2 separate regions of the Ovis aries genome follow, and region 1 is linked to region 2. Evidence: chromatin contacts called from public Hi-C data. All regions are on one chromosome and are shown on one strand. Each heading gives the region's core, a stretch centred on a gene start, on an enhancer-like site or on the middle of the called end of the contact. The rest is flanking DNA. Distances are from core to core; before and after follow the strand shown.

Region 1 (2,700 bases), core at 147-2,646, 69 kb before region 2:
TTTGTGCTTTGAAGCAATCACTCTGGCAGTATTGGTTTAGAGCAGGAGCAGATGGGAGTTCCTGTTGGAGGTTATAATAGCCCGGGTGGGATGTGATGATGGAATTGGCAGAGTGACAGGGGAAGGGGAGAAAAGTCAGTTAATTCAAGAGCTATTCAATGGAGATGCAGAGGCACCAGGACTAGGTGTTCGCACATGGGAGTGAAGGAGAAGGAAGGTGGCCAGAATCACCCAGTAAGTGATAGGAAAGTGACAGGTTGTTTATTACATGGAAGGTTCTGAAGACCAAAATCTGTACATTCCAATGTTACATTTTGCAGTTCTAATGTGAAGGCTTATCTTTTTAAGCTTTGTTCTCAGAATATTTTAAGGTCAGTTTGTACTACAACCATCTGTTTAGCACTTCTAAAGTGTAGACAGTTCCTTTAATTAAATAAATTACAGTATCTCCTAGACCATTTCTCCAAGGTTCCAGCCCTGAGTTGAATCATTAGCCTCCAAAAATAAAGGTCTAAAATGGAGATGTTGAAAGATCTTCTGTGCTTCTCCTATAACAAATTCAGGGCTGGTGAGAAGCTGCATGTGAACTGGTGGTTCTCAGTATGTACCAGTGTTGCTTAAGTCAAACTATTAATGCCATTAGGTTCAGGGCGTGCAGAGTAGGACTCATTGAAGAACTGTTGCTAGATGGAGAGGTTTTATGTGATAAACTGAGACCAGTGGAAAGGAGCCTTGGTTAATGAGACTGTGACTGAATTGACTACCCAGTTGGTCAGGCTCTACCCTAGCAAAGCCTTTTATCTCAGCTGTGATCAGCTGCAACCAGAAAAATTCTGCCCTTGACCATGGTATTTTATTTCAAACAAAAGCTCATTTATTAGGGATGGAGCTGTCACTTAGCAGAAGTGTAGCATCAGAAGAGGTCACTGTTATTTCAGTTGCCCATGTGAAATGCCCCGAGTCTGGCTTTCATTCTCTGTTTTGCTGTCCTCTCCCGCTCCTGCAGTGAAAACCTCCCATGTTGCCAAGTCTGAGAAATTTGGGTTCTACAGGCTTCCTGAAATTAATGCAGTTTTGTGTACACATGCATTCTCCTGGGTTGAGACTCTGAAGCTGTCGCATTTCTTAAAGGTGCCTGTGAAGCACTGAGTCTTTGAGAGGCAGGAGTCACGTTTCCTGCTCGTGGAATTTCTCCTTCCCCTTCCACGGTGCTGCAGCATTCATCCACGTCTCTCCCCTGCAGGGCTGGGTGCCCTGGAACTGCAGACATCCCTAAGAATTTCTGTGTCTGTCGATTCTGTGGAAGTATTTTCCATCCGGTGGTGGAAGGTCAGACGTCAGTCCTGTTAGAGCAGTGGTTGGGCTTAACAAACACTCCGTGGGTATTTGACACATCTGTGGAGGGCGTGACTGCCGTGAGTACAGTGCAGATACTCTCCCAGTTCTCACAGAACTCTGTCCAAGCTATTAATACACAGTCTACTCCCTCACCTTCCCTCTTCCACTACACAGACCCTGACTATAAAAGCATTCCCCTCGCAGCCTCAGGCCGTGTCCATTCAGCTCTAGAAACTTCACATTCTTGATTTCATTACTTTTCTTCCTCTGTCGGATTGTATATTCATTCTTCAGGGATGAATACCCAAAATACAATTCTAATTTCTGGGACACACCGTCACCCCCTGCTCCAGACCCCACTGAGAGCACCAAGACAGCCTCAAGGAAAAGCTCTGCTCTAAAGGGATCACATCCTAGTTGAAGAAGAGACTCGAGCACCCACACGGCCTTGGTTCCTTCCCCTCCTTACTCCGGTGTCTGTGTAAGGACACCTCACTCTGGGAGCAGTCATAGGACGTCTCCTTAGCAGGTGGAAAAGGCTTAGAACAGCCATTCAGGGCGTGCACAAGTACTAGTAAAGAAAGTGTGGAAATAGAATTTGGGAAACTATTTTGTGATGGGACCAGCTGCCTGAAAAGGGAGATAAGGTACTGGCTTCAGTTTGGTTCTGGTAAAGACTGCATTAGATCAGTTAATAGTAAATTAGAGATGAGAGAAAGTAATGCATTAATGAACGTCAGAGTTCTGAGCTTGGGCCATTTGTAAACATTTGTAATTTCCAACTTGAGTTATTAAAAAAAAGAAAAAAAATAGCTTGGTCAGCAAGATTTGAACGGCTCTCGAACATTGGAACCGGCTTGTGATTGATTATTCAACCTCAGTTGCTGTCTTTGTTCGTATTTTGGATTCTAATTTTCACCCCTGAAGAACGAATGCACAATCTGACAGAAGAGGAAAACTAGTGAAATCAAGAATTTGAAGTTTCTCTAGAGTAGAGTGGACATAGCCTGAAACTAAGAAAGGAATGATTTTTTTTTTTTTTTTTTTTGGTTGCGTCAGGTCTTAATTGCAGTATGTGGGATCTAGTTCTCTGACCAGGGATGGAACTCATTGGTCCCCTGCATTGGGAGCTCAAAGTCTTAGCCACTGGACCACCAGGGAATCTCAGGAATGCTTTTATATTTGGGTTCTGTAAGGTGGAAGAGGGAAGGGTGAAAGGGTAGAAGGTATATTAACAACGTCAGAGCTGGGAGAGTATTTGCGCTGTAAACGCGGCAGTCACTCCCCCAGGAGAAGTGTCACATACCCACCGAGCATTTACTCAGCGCCGGGCATCGCTCCAGGCAGCAGAGACTCGGTGCC
Region 2 (2,700 bases), core at 125-2,624:
GGGTGCCCCACACAGCCATGTCCACCTGACCTCTTTCTCCTTGCACTTCCATTGATGGCAGAGCCCTCATCCCCTTTGATAATCCCTGACACACCAGGTGCCTCTAAAGCCCCCATCTCTCTGGGTCTTGCTCTTCTACAATTATCTTTCTTCCTGTCTTTCTCTCTTTTCTCCCTGCATGCTCCCTTCCTTTCTAATTTTCCTCTTGCCTCTAATCTCCCTTCCTCCCTCTTGCCATGCCTTTTCACAGGCTGATCATCTCTTTGTTCTTTTTTCTGGCATAACTGGAGCACTGCTCAGAAATGAGATTATTGCATGTTCCGGCAAAGATTGTGGCCCCAATCAGATAAAAGGACCAACACTATCTTAACAAACCACTCCTGAGCTCCTTTGTCAAATTCTATGCTAGTGAGAAAACTTATATTCAAAATCTTCAAACATCATAACTCCCAGAAAAAAGATTTTTTTTTAACTGAATCCAGATGACTTTAAAAATTTTGATTCTTTCTCACCCTTTTCAAAAAAAATGAGATAGGCTTCTTTCCTGTTTGAACACTTTAAAATTCAGTGTAGACTCAAATAATTTCTGAGTTGAGTTATTCATCAATTAGAATGTGCTCAGTCTTAAAGAATTTTCTGCTAAATAAAAAGGTCAACAGCAAAGAAAGTGCTGCTAAGTTCTGCATTGTATCTAGCGTGCATGTTAGCACCTTCCTTCTGCTACACAGGCGGGCTTCCTGGGTGGCTCAGTGGTGAAGAATCCGCCCTCCAATGCACGAGACACAGGTTCAGTCTGTGAATTAGGAAGATCCTGGGAGGAGGGAGGAGGAAGTTTGCTCAAATTCATGTCCACGGAGTCGGTGATGCTATCTAACCATCTCATCCTCTTCCGCCCCCTTTGCCTTCTGCTTTCAGTCTTTCCCAGCAACAGGGTCTTTCCCAGTGATCCAGTTTTCTTGCCTGGGAAATCCCACAGACAGGGGAGCCTGGCGAACTACCCTCCATGGGGTCGCAGAGTCAGACTCAGCTTAGCAACTGAGCATGCACACGTGTGCTCTACAGACAGCGCTGAGAGCATCTCCTGTGTTCATGTCACTCATGCACACCCTGTGGAGAACGATCCTCACGAGGACTGAATTTCCGCAGCTGTGGGGTCTGATCAGCCTGCTCTCTGGCCTCTGCCGCACATACCAATGAGCCACCTGCCACGCTTAGAGACCCAGCTCTGGGCCTTCTGTCCAGCTGTGGCACCTGCCAGGGCTCACCTGCTCGCTCCTGCGGCCGCTCCATCGTCCTTTCAGATGAGAATCTGGACAGGACCGCCCGCTGCTGCTGGGGTGAGTCATGCTCACGTCTCTCACAGTTTTGAATCCCATCCCCGAGCTGACTCACTTGCTGGCTGTTGATCGCTCGTTAGGAGAGTGAGTAACAGTGTTTTGAGTGAACTGGAGGCCTGCTTCTTTTTTTATAGACTTGAGCCAAGAATGACTTCACCTGCCTTCACACTTGTTTTCTATAAAAAAACATGCACATGGCTCTCTGCATGGTTCAGCAGAGATGGAGCATCTCCAGGCACTGTGCTAGCCCATCGGGAATGCAGTAAGAAGTGTGGTCCCTGCCTTCGGGGCGCTCGCCGTCCACCCGTGGGGGAAGGGAAAGGGCACTGTGATGTGAGAGCCTGAGGAGGGGAGGGGGCCAGGAAAGGGTTCCCGGGGGTCCACTAGAGACAGGCCCGAGGCTGAGGGGCCTTCCCGGAAGAAGGTTACAGGTCCAGAGGACAGGACGGCAGGCAGGGACTGGGAGGAAGGCAGGTGCTGCGGCTCCCGGGGGTCCCGCAGCAGGTGAGGAGATACAGCTGGAAGCTTAGGGAGGGTCGTGTGTGCAGACCCCCTCCACGGTCTGACCACCTCCCAGAGGTTTAAGGAGAGCTTGAGGAGTGTCAGGCTACTGGGGTATCCGGATTCTGTGGAGGGTGGGGGCCTGGCATCGCCCTAGGAAATTGAGTGGAGTCCACAGAAGCAGACAGAGGAGACTCAGGGAGCAAATGAGAGTTAGAATGGGTGGGGTTTGGGAGGGGGCAGGAATCAGGGAAGTCCAGAGACACAAAGAAGGACACGACTGCCCAAGGAGGGGCAAAGGGCAGAAGAACTGCTCTGCTGGGAGCTGCTGTGCCTGGACTCCAGCCTCGGGCAAAGCCCCACCCCGCCTCTCAGAGCCCCGCCAGAGCAGCCCATGGGTGGCAAGTGCCATTTGTGGTCTGTTAGATTTTCTTCTAATAAAGCGCAGTTTTATTTCCTTTACTGTGAACTCACTGCTGATGCAAACACATGGAAATTATTCTTGCCCTTTTTCTGCCCAAGAAGACAGACAATTGGGGGATATAGAATCCAAGCTATTTTGTTTCAAACAAATGAATTAAATATTTTGACTAGTTGAGCAAATTCATCTGCTTCTCCTGTTTAACCTTTCCTCTTGCCTACACTCCTGTCGAATTTATGTTTTGTAGAAAGCTATCTCAGTCACATTGACAGAGCGAAATAATACAGTGCCTCGAAAACTCTAAGAGCTATGCAAATGTTAATATGATTAATTATTAATAACTTTGTTAAGCTTGTCTGTGGGAAACTGAGGCTTTTTTTTTAAAAAAAAAAGATATTACACATTGACATTCCTGCCTTATGCACTTGGTAATTCTATTCT

Evidence for each region. A called contact is a pair of places that touch in the nucleus more often than the background predicts.
Region 1: a contact with region 2 is called in a Hi-C map of hypothalamus, with 4 times the contacts expected there. The contact joins two enhancer-like sites. A contact is called at or near these places in 4 of 16 Hi-C or Micro-C datasets (blood, hypothalamus, liver and 1 more).

Annotation. Positions count from the first base shown.
Region 1 is chr2:107,539,292-107,541,991 of ARS-UI_Ramb_v3.0, reverse strand. The region is part of intron 1 of GALNT7 (polypeptide N-acetylgalactosaminyltransferase 7); the gene reads left to right. Among named protein-coding and RNA genes, the nearest start is that of GALNT7, 4.5 kb to the left of the region's middle. Within about 2 kb of position 1,396, at least 12 of the 54 cell types and tissues checked have an H3K27ac peak or open chromatin away from gene starts, as enhancers often do. A contact at or near this core is called in hypothalamus, where this site is marked.
Region 2 is chr2:107,470,050-107,472,749 of ARS-UI_Ramb_v3.0, reverse strand. All of the region lies in intron 2 of GALNT7 (polypeptide N-acetylgalactosaminyltransferase 7), which reads left to right. Among named protein-coding and RNA genes, the nearest start is that of HMGB2, 71 kb to the right of the region's middle. Within about 2 kb of position 1,374, at least 25 of the 54 cell types and tissues checked have an H3K27ac peak or open chromatin away from gene starts, as enhancers often do. A contact at or near this core is called in hypothalamus, where this site is marked.